Linked DNA regions of Sus scrofa: region 2 is linked to region 1. A link is a contact called in public HiChIP or PLAC-seq data. All regions are on one chromosome and are shown on one strand. Each heading gives the region's core, a stretch centred on a gene start, on an enhancer-like site or on the middle of the called end of the contact. The rest is flanking DNA. Distances are from core to core; before and after follow the strand shown.

Evidence for each region. HiChIP or PLAC-seq counts read pairs in DNA pulled down with a chosen protein or histone mark.
Region 2: a contact with region 1 is called in an H3K27ac HiChIP or PLAC-seq map of alveolar macrophages. The contact joins the promoter of TRIM7 here to the promoter of TRIM52 in region 1. A contact is called at or near these places in 1 of 5 promoter capture datasets (liver), 4 of 47 Hi-C or Micro-C datasets (blood, liver and skeletal muscle) and 2 of 2 datasets of contacts at active chromatin or transcription factors (alveolar macrophages and skeletal muscle).

The regions. Positions count from the first base shown.
Region 1 is chr2:57,242,777-57,248,166 of Sscrofa11.1, forward strand. TRIM52 (tripartite motif-containing protein 52) reads left to right here and starts at 2,547. Exons shown (of 9, transcript XM_021083413.1): 1 at 2,547-2,915.
Region 2 is chr2:57,307,898-57,313,287 of Sscrofa11.1, forward strand. It overlaps TRIM7 (tripartite motif-containing protein 7), which reads left to right and starts at 2,634. Exons shown (of 8, transcript XM_021083408.1): 1 at 2,634-2,752; 2 at 2,855-3,521; 3 at 4,039-4,134. The coding sequence starts at 3,003. TRNAA-UGC (a tRNA gene) reads right to left here and starts at 509; the gene lies at 438-509.

The DNA.
Region 1 (5,390 bases), core at 1,297-3,796:
TGTTTCAAGGAGGCAAGGACAGTAAAAACAGGTACAAACTTCATTGTTAGAAACATAGTACAACATACGGGAGAGCACACAGATAGCTAGTCTATTTACCTAAGGCAGAAGGAGAAGTGCAGATATGGTGTCCTCCTGAATAAGGAGCTTGCCAGAGAGGTGATTTAAATCACTTATATAGAATACTTCTTCCTGGTCTTTGTTTTCCTTTGGCCAATTATCTTGGTTTTCGGGGGGTGTATTTTGGAGGGTGTTTTGGTCACACCTAACCAGACCCAGGGCCCTTCTGGATATGTGTGCACCTTTTTAGATAGGATGAATTCCAAAGCAAAGTCTTGGAGGAAGGTTAGCTTGACTTATTATGGTCTGACTGCCCCTTCCTTTCTGACTCAGGTCTCTCTGCTCATGTGGGAGTTGGGGGTCTATCTGACGCTGAGGATGGGAAGTATGTGACCTCTTGATTTTTGCCCAAACAGAGCTTAGCCCCTCTCTTCCCCTGCAATTACCATTATTTAACATGTCTGCAGAAGACAAATTCCAATTATTTGCCTTGTACCTGTTTTTATTTCTATCTTGAAGTATAGACAGGTGGCTGGTTTTAAGTGTCTATCCTGGAGTCCACCTATCTCCTGCCTCAAGAACTATAAATGAGATGCTAGTTGTAAATGTCTATCCTGGAGGCCGTCTATCTCCTGACTCAGTTCCAAATACCATAGTGTGCACATGCCAACCCCAAACCCCCAATCCATCCTTCCCCCTGACCTGTCCCCTCCAGTAACCATGTTTGATTTCAAGTTAAGTGAGTTTGGGCTATTTGGGGGGCATGAGCAACCCATCTCCACACACGGCCCTGCAATAAACACTTCTCTGCTCCAAACTCTGACTTTTCGGTTTATTTGGCCTCACTGCTTCTGGTACAGGAACTTGCGCTAACACCTTAAAGCAAACCAAAACTAACTGGGTCATTTTATTTGGTTTGGCCCCCTGAAGAAACCTGGATGACCTACAAAAATAAATTTCTCTGTAATTTTTGCAACTAATGCCTGCCAATATGTCACAACCTTTGGAATGTAATAATCATATCAAAATGCGGATTTGTTATTTTTGTATGTTTTTTCCTTTATTTATTTTTAACTTGATTAACTATACTTTTTTTTTTTTTTTTTGTCTTTTTGCTGTTGCTATTTCTTGGGCCGCTCCCGCGGCATATGGAGGTTCCCAGGCTAGGGGTTGAATCGGAGCTGTAGCCACCGGCCTACGCCAGAGCCACAGCAACATGGGATCCGAGCCGCGTCTGCAACCTACACCACAGCTCACGGCAACGCTGGATCCTTAACCCACTGAGCAAGGGCAGGGACCGAACCCGCAACCTCATGGTTCCTAGTCGGATTCGTTAACCACTGCGCCACGACGGGAACTCCTGATTAACTATACTTTCTGATGCTCACCTTCCTCTATTCTTTCTACTCTATGTGTCCTTTTGACAATATTAAAACTCAACAAATTGTTGTGTTCTAGATTCAGATCATTACAGTCTGGCTTCTCCCCTCATACCGGCCTGGCAGGACACCATGCGTGTGATGGCCCCAAGACAGGGTAAGAATACTTCTGGCACTCCTGGACCCTCCCTCTGATGTGTAAATTCCTCCCCCCTATTCACCCCAGTCAGGATCACCAAAGTCCTTCCAACGAATTGTGCGTGTGCGCGCGTGCATGCGCGTGCCCCTCACAGGGCATGCCGAAGTTCCCAGACTTGGGATCCAAACCCAGCCACTGCAGCAACCCGAGCCACTACAGTGACAATACTGTATCCTTAAACATGCTGAGCCACGAGGGAAATGCCTTATGAATTTTCAAATATCAGAAAACTGGCCAGGAGTTCCCGTTATGACTCAGTGGGTCAAGTACTCCATATTGCCTCTGTGAAGATACAGGTTCCATCCCGGGCCTCTCAGTGGTTGAGGCAAACTACTGCATAGGTCAGAGATATATGGCTGGGATCAAGCGTTTGGGAGGCTGCTGCCCCATAGGTCTAGCGGAACTTCCATATGCAGCAAGATAAGGAAGGAAGAGGGGAGGGAGGGAGAGAAAGAGGAAGGAAGGAAGGAAGGAAAAGAAAGAGAGGAAGGAATGAAGGAAAAAGAATGAGAAAGAAGAGAGAGAAGGTACGAAGAAAGGAAGAAAAACGTCCAGCTGAAAACTATTATCTTGACCATGGGAGTCCCTGGTCTGCAGTCAGGGGTTCTGGGAAACTAGATGGGGAAAATAACCTTTATTTTTCTCTATCGGCTAGCTGAACTGTAGCCATTTTTCCAGTGATGAACGGAGGTAGCGAAGCTCCGTGGAGTTAGCAGAATCTGTGCCTCGGTCCCCAACAGAAACAGGTATTTTCGAATCACATGACCGTTGTCGCAGACATTGCCCGACTTTTCAAATGGCTGTAACGTTAACTTCACCTCAGTGATCTCATTTCGTGTGGTAGTAATTGCTTTACTTCACAATTATCAGATGGGAAGGGGGTGTTTTTCTTCCGAAGCCCAGCAGAGGGGGCCATCGAGGAGCGGTGGGCGGGCCCCCAGGCCGCCTGGGAACCTCAGCGGGAACCCGGCGAGAGCCAGAGCTTCAGCTTGAGGCTAGAACGGAGTCGCAGAAGGGGCGGCTCTGGAGGCGCTGAGCGCTCCCCGCTCCGGACCGGGCGAGGGACGCGTGCTGTGGTCGGCCGGTGACCGGCGTTGGCAACAGGCCACCGGCCCCACAGCTGAAGACGGACTCCGCGGGCACTTGCGCCCTGGGGCTGCGCGTGAGGCTGGCGACCAGGGGGCAGCCGAGCCCCGGGAGCTTCCGGGGCCGGCCGTTGCCGCCGCCACCGCTGCTGGTGTTGCTGCTCTTGGGGCTGGTGCCGGAGGGCGCGGCAGGTAACCTGGAGGAGAGGCTGAGGGGCCGGGGGCGGATACCCAGTCGCGCCCCAGCCGAGAGCTGGGGAGGGGTGCAAGGGAGAGATCGGCCAAGAATTTGGAGGCCACTTCAAGGTTTTTGGGGGGGAGGCTGGTGAATTGGAGAGCTGAACCAAGACTGAAGGGGTCGTTGAGCCTCGGGTTAGACAGAGGCTCTGCCGCCTCCCATTGCAGCCCATTGATAGAGTGAGCGGCCTTGCAAGGTGAGGACCCCAGGGGCCAGTGGGCCTGTGCCACCATCACCACCACCACCCCACCCCCCGCCACCTGCGACCTAGCCGACGCCACAGCTTCCTGCTGGAAGGCCTTAGGGAAGCTACGTTGGGGTGGGAATCTGAACGCATCCTCCATGCCTCCTGCCTTCTAGCTCGGCCTGGCAACTGCCCATCGGTCGCTATAAGTCTTTCTGGTCCCTTGGCAAGGTTCTGTCGGGTTGCCTGGGCGACCCTTTGGATAGAGGGTGAGGAGGTGCTTCGAGGGTTTCTCTGACATGACTCAGAATTTCCATTCTTTGTCAATTTCCGTTCTGCATTCAAAACAGCTGGGCCTTACTTCCGGGATTCTCAACAGCTCCCACGAGTCACCGCCCACCCTGACAGCACAGATCACTGAAAGTTTATTAGCACAGGCGGGGAGGTGTCCACCATTACTGCAATAATAATAGCTGATGTCCTTTATTCCAGGCTCTGTTCTAAGGGCTGCACGTACCAGAAGACATTTCGGTTCTCAACTTCCAAGGTTTACCATTTACAGATGTGAAATAGGGCCTAGAGAGGACGCTAGGTGGCAGCACTGGGACTTTTTTGTGCTTGGGCCGGGTCTCCGAGTGTTTTTAATAACAAAATGAAAAATATAGGATTCCAAAGGAACCCAAGTATGTTTTTATAAAGCTATTAAAATTTAAATAGAAATACAAAACTTTTAAAAAGAAATGTGAGTTTTCGATGTGTAACATATATGCGCTTCTAAGTTAACACATTAAATAATGGGCTTAAATAGTAAGAATTCCCTAGAATTTGGAAGTAGTGGGGGGAAAGCATATTTCCAGGTGTCTGCAACAACTTTTCATGCGATTTGAAAACATCTGTGGCTTCTATCTGGGACCAAAAGCACAAGTTCTGCTAATCCTGCTGAGCTTTTTGCTCCATTCACCATGGGAGAAAGGCCAAACTTCAGCTGGAGGTTAGACATCAGCTCCAACTTGAGGCTCCTGAACCCAATAGGATGCACCTACAGGAGGATTCAATCCTCAGCTCCTCATGGGAAACACTTAAAGGAGAAGCACCCTGGATGTCTGGGCAGGAGATTGGTAGAAGAGAGTGGGGCCAGGGATGGGGAAGTGTTTGGCTAATGTCCCTAGAATAAGAACACCAGGGGGGTGGGCCACTGTGTCTCTGGGCCAAGACTGTGTAACCAGTCCTGGTTTTCAGGTTGACATGGCCCTTAGGGATCCTTCTTACAGCTTCCTGCTGGGATGATACAGGGGCACACAGGTGATTCCAGCTGTTCATGGCAGGGATGGTCATGGGTATATGTGCGTAAGTCCTATGACCTTGTGAGGGGAATGGTCAAGGGCAGGTCTCCAAGCCAAGGAGGTGGGAAGGAATGGAGAGATAACCTTGGGTGTGTGCCAAACTATAGGAGAGAGGTGGCACATGGAGGGGAGGTAGCGAGGCATTTCCAGCAGGCCCCCTCATAAATGTTATGGATGCCAGGCTTTCCATGCTGGAGGTGGGAATGAGAAAGTGGCTTTCAAGGGGCAGATACCATGAGTGCTGCAGAAGTAAGTTCTAAACCTCATAGCACCTTATGACAAGGATTCAATTATTATCCCCATGATAAAGATAGGGAAACTGATGGAGTTCCCGCTGTAGTGCAGTGGGTTTAGGATCCAGTGTTGTCTCTGTGGCAACATGGGTTTGATCCCCGGCCAGGCATAGTGGTTTAAGGATCAGCATTGCTGCAGCTGAGGTTATAGATCACTTCCATATGCCATGGGTGTGGCCAAAAAAAAAAAAAAAAGATAGGGAAACTGAAGCTCAGAGAGGTTAGCTGGCTACCCACGGTTGCACAAAGTCTCATGGCTGGTTAGGATTTGGATCCCAGCAGGCTGGCTCTGGAGTCACGATGCCTTGGGCAAAAACTAAGGCAGGGAGTCCTGACCAGGGGAGAGGAGAAGGCAGAACTAATCGGTGGCCCTTGGTTGTTAGAGACAGATTAAGCACAGATAGATGATTTGCTGGTTACTATAGCAAAGCTGGAGTTGGGGGCTGGGGGTTGGTGGTGAGAGCAGGGTGAGGGGTGTATTCTTGGGTATCTGGCCTTGGCACCTGGCTAGATGTACTACTGGCATCCAGACAGGAGCAGCATCAAGGGCAGGCTAGGGGAGGGACTGCAGAGGTAAATCCTATGGAACATCAAGGGCCCTGACTCCTG
Region 2 (5,390 bases), core at 1,384-3,883, 65 kb after region 1:
TACTTCAAGGTAGGATTCCGGCCGGCTGCATCTACCTCTAAGTTTAAAAGTTGGATTCTGTTTGAAGAGAATCGGGCCACTAAACGGAGAATTCTTGGCAGCCTGGAAAACTCAAACTCCGCTCTCTCTGCTTTAGTTGCCATCCTTCCCTCTTCCTTTCGTTTCCTGCTTGCCCTTTTCTGACAGCGACCTAGCCCTTTTTCCATTCCTGAGAGACGCACGGCTCGGAGGAGGGAAAACGTGAGAATCTTCCCATCCATAAACTCGCCCCTATGATTTTTTTGGCCCGGAGTTTAAATGTAGATCCTAAATACTGTATTTGAGGGCCGCCACCGCCCCATGCAACCTGCGCTTCGGAGTCCTTCCTCGGCTCTAGAGAACACTGTGCGTGTTCACGATTCCAGTAGTGTAGGGAGAAAATAAGTGCACACCAACACTGGAGATGCCGGGGATCGAACCCGGGGCCTCATACATGCAAAGCATGCGCTCTACCACTGAGCTACATCCCCATGCGCTTTAAACTGTTTCTCTATTCCCCCTTACCCGTTTATAAGCGCAGGGCGCGAGTGACTGGCATTCGCCAGACGCGACAATCCAGTGGTTGCGAAGCTTGGTGGGCAACGCCTCGAGCTATTTCAGCATCCTCTATTGACTCCAGGCCACCAGGCCTCGATGAAAGAACGCCGGAGGGGAGCATACAGCCAGGTTAAGCACTTGAGGGCAGCCGTGGATAAAGGGAAAATCATCTGGCACGATGCCCCAAAATGAACTGTGAGCTGAAAAAATGAAAGCCAGACTGAATGTAGGATGCTACATTTGTTAAAGAAAAAGGGGGGGGTGTAGTAAAATATATTATATTTGTATAAAATAATTCAGAATTGCAAAGTTGATTTCTTGGAATTGGAAGGGGCTGGGGCTCCTGTGAACCACTCTGTATATTTGAATTTTGAGCCCCGTTTAAATTAACTCAATTCAAGAAAAGTTTACCGATCGGTACTATGTATAAGAACTGCTCTAAAAACCTGGAGGTCCAGCTGTGAACAAATCTGACATAGTCCATTCCCTCTGACAGCTCACATTGCAAAGGCGGTAGAGTGCTGGAGAGAAAATAGAGCCAGCGATGGGAAGAGAATGTAGTAACGTGTGATTTTGAGAAGGTGACACTTGAAACAAGGCTTGAAGAAGGTAGGATGTGAGCCATGCAAGTGTCTGGGAAAAGAGAGGTCCAGGGTTCAAAGGCCCTGAGATAGGGTCTTTCTGCCATGTTGCTGCAGGAACACTAAGGAGGTCCACGTGGCAGGGGAGAGTGATAGGAGATGAGGTGGAGAGACTGTGTGCAGGAGATGCAGAGGATGAACGAGTAGGGTCTTTAAACTTTGACTTTTACTCTGAGAGAGGTAAGAGCCACCGGAGGATTTCAGAGGAGGAGGGTCCGTATCTGACTTAACAATTTAAAAGGATTGTTCTCACAGCTGGTTAGAGAAATAGGGCAGGGGAGTTGGGCAGAAGGGGAGAGAACTGTTGTGATCATCAAATTATGGCGGATGATGCATTGGAGGAGGTGAGAGTGTGAGATGTTGAGCACTGGATGTGAGGCCTGTACATTTCTCCTCTCTTGGGATGTCTCAGAGAACTCACCAGTTTTGGTCTGAGCACCAAGAAGTACAGAGTTGCTATTAAATGGGATGGGGTGAGGAGGGCTGTGGGAAGAGTGTGTGGGTGCACAGACTAGAAATACAGTATGCACAACTTGAGTGTGTGACAACCCCCACCCCCTTAGAACGCTACATCTGGAGATGCCATCCAGAGAGTTGGATGTGGGAGCTAGGCATCCTAGGGGGACCTGGGCTGGGGATTTGTACTGTGGAAGTGGAGAAGGTCTTTCAAGCAAGAAAATGGAAGAGATCACAAAGGAGTAAGTATAGACAGGGGTCCAAGGACTGAGCAAGGGCAGGGAGAGGAGGAGGAAACCACAGCGGTGGCCAAGAAGGTGGTAGGAGGCCATGGAGGTGGGAGGAGAGCCAAGAAGTACAGAATCCTGGAAGGCCCTGAGAAAGGGTGTCAGGAAGGAGGAAGTATCAGAGGAGAGGGGAAATAAGGCCAGAGAAGGAGTCTTCATCTTTGGGTTAGAATCGCTGTGGTCACAAGAGTGGTTTCTGAAGAGGTTGGGGAATAAAATCTGCCCCAAATGTCCTTCAGAGGGAGTAAGCGGAGGGCGGCAAATAATATTGGCAACTCTAGGGAGGGGCTGTAGAATTAAGAGACAATAGGGGATAGGGGTTTTTTTGGGGGGGGAGGGCTGTAACATCAAATAAAGAGCGAAAATTGATTGAAAATATATTACTTGCTTAAAAAAAAACAACAAAAATAAAGAATATACAAGGGGTAGGGGAATACAATCGCGGGAAATGTAGCCACAGAAGTAGATAAAAGGCCACGATTGGGGGTGGGGGTCAAGAGCCAAGTTCCAGACCCTAAATTTAGCTGAGCACAGGGCGGGGACAAACCTGCGCTCCGGGAATCTGACACTGTGGTCCGGGGGCCAGGGCCTCTGGCCAGCTGTGTTTGTCGGCCTCAGGCAGCAACTGGGAGTGGCGCCCAGGTGGGTGTGTGTTTCCACCTGTCCCAGCCTGTTTTCCACCGCTGACTGGGTCAGGCTGGGGAGGCCTAGACAGGCTTGCGTCAGGGCTGAGCGAAAGGAGAGACTGAGAGAGGGAGCCCCGGGACGCAGCAGGACGCGGGCCAAGGCAGGGTACTGAAGGGGGACAAAGTGGGAGCGCAGGCCACTGGCCTGCCGTTAGATCCCCTCGCCCTGTGCTGCCTAGCCCGCCATCCACGCGCACCCTCCTCTCAGGTTTTCCAGCCTGGCGCATCCTCAGCTCAAGTCTCGGCCAGCCGGCGTCAACCCCGCCCTTCCTCTCCCAGTGGGCGTTCGCGGGCGGTGTACTGCAAAGTCCAGTAGCTTCCCGGGCGCCGCGAAGTTGGGTGCGTTGAGGGTGCGCATGGCGGCGGTGGGGCCGCGGACCGGCCCGAGCGCCGGGGCTGAGGCGCTGGCATTGGCGGCAGAGCTGCAGGGCGAGGCGACCTGCTCCATCTGCCTGGAGCTTTTCCGTGAGCCGGTGTCCGTTGAGTGCGGCCACAGCTTTTGCCGCGCCTGCATTGCACGCTGCTGGGAGCGCCCGAGCGCGGGGCCCACTACCGTGTCCCGCACGCTGCCCTACTCTCTGCCCTGCTCGCTGCCCTGCCCGCAGTGTCGCGAGCCTGCGCGCCCCGGCCAGCTACGGCCCAACCGGCAGCTGGCCGCAGTGGCCACACTGCTGCGGCGCTTCAGCCTCCCAGCTGCCGCGCCGGGGGAACGCGGGCCCCTGGAGGCTGTGTCCGCCGGGTGTGCGCAGCACGGCGAACCTCTCAAGCTCTACTGCCAGGACGACGGACGTGCCATTTGCGTTGTGTGCGACCGCGCTCGCGAGCACCGCGCTCACGCAGTGTTGCCGCTTGACGAGGCGGTGCAGGAGGCCAAGGTGAGCGGAAACCTCACCCCTACCGGTCCCTGAAACCCCCAATCCCCGTTCTGCATTCCCGAACGCTCAGTGCAGACGACAGGCAGGCCAGGAGGAAGGCCTAGGTGAGCCCCTGCTTCTTTCCTCCTATCCCACGCTGCCTGGCATTGGCTACAGGACCGAGGACGTTTCTCCCTCTTTCACCCTCACACCACCAATACCGCCCTGAGGAAAGGAAGAGAGGACTAGCCAGGTTGGGCTTCTGGGGGACTTGTATTTCAGCCTGGATTGTGCACAGATGGTCTTGAGGACGTGAGACGCTGGGGCCTTTGGGGTCACCCTGCAGTTGCCCCGTACTCCTTTGTACAGCCTATGCACACTGTATCATCCTGACGTCCAGAGATGGCTTCACCCCTGCAGTTTCCTCTTCCTCCTCAATGAATAGGGCCTTCCCTTTCTCTTGGACGGCTCAGAAAGGCACATGTGGGGGCTTCTAGAATCCTCTCCCCATAATGTCTCCCTTCTCACTCTCCCACAGGAGCTCCTGGAGTCCAGGCTGAAGGTCTTGAAGAAGGATCTGGAGGACTATGAGGCCTTTCGTTCCACCGAAGAGAAGGAGAGTAAGGAGCTCTTGGTGAGCAGGGCAACCCCCAGGTTGGCTCCCCAGTGACAACAAAAGGCCACCCACCAGCCTGACTCTGTGTGTGTGGTTTGGAGTGAGTGCCTGTGGAACAGCAGAGATGGATTTTAAAAATATAATGGAACGCATACTACATAGGGTGACTGTGTAATTTATTGTATAAACAGAGCTTTTGAGAGCTAAAGGGAGTACTAAAATAGTTCTTTTTAGAACAGCTGGCTTAAACTGAAACTATCCCAGTGAATCAGGATGTGTAGTCCCCCTAATATTGCATAACATCCCAGTTAGGGTCTGTGGAGCATCTTGTAATTAAATACATTAGCATTTCTGTAGAGAAACATATGCATAGTCATACTAAGTGGGGACAGAAAATATATAGCCTGTCAGTCTAGGTAATGCTTTACCACCAAACAAGTTATGAAAAAACTTTTCATTTTTTAGAGTTCTTTAGATTTTGAAATTGAGACTAGGGGAGAGGGCATTGGAGGTTGAGGAGGGGATGGCAAAGCTGCTCCCCACCCAGAAGAGGGCAGGAGTTTGGGGGACTTGGGTTTTCCACAGGCGATTGTGCCCAGCGCCCCTGGTGGCTTGTGGTAATATGTTATCTTCCTTGAAGTAGAACAGGAGTGTGAAGTGGGGTTCATTTTGGTTATGGTAGCCAAACATGGTTAACTGTCTTTTTCTATCTCGAAAATTCAGTTCCTAGCTCAACATATAAGTTAAGAGAATGAAAGGAGCTACTAGGACCAGTTACAGCGGGGCTATTCAGTTCTGGAGTTGGAAAATGGAGGGAGAGGAACCACCTATTCTTAAGGGAAGGAGTGCGGTGAAGAGGAAGACCCTGAGTTCAGATGCCCCTGGGTCCTTTCCTGACACTGAACTGCATCTGGTACACTTGCCAGCCCATGTACATCTCAGGCTTTCTCTTCTGATCATTTACTTTCCTCCATAAGGAAGTGCTCACCCCTTGTCCCTCCAGACTTCCATCCTCCTCTGCTGGAAAAAGGAGTAACTGTGTGGCTCTTTGGCTCTTGTCCTACATCCATGACCCAGAGGGTCCTCCACATCTTTGGCAGCTTCATGGTTTCTGACCCCATGCCCCATGACATTGCTTAGCACTTTCTATTGGGTCCTCTGCCAACACCCACCCAGCCACATCCCCCACCCCCTGGCCCACACATCCTTTATTATTACAAAATACCCGCTCAGTGAAACAACTATTGCTGCTATGATAACAAGGAGGATGAATA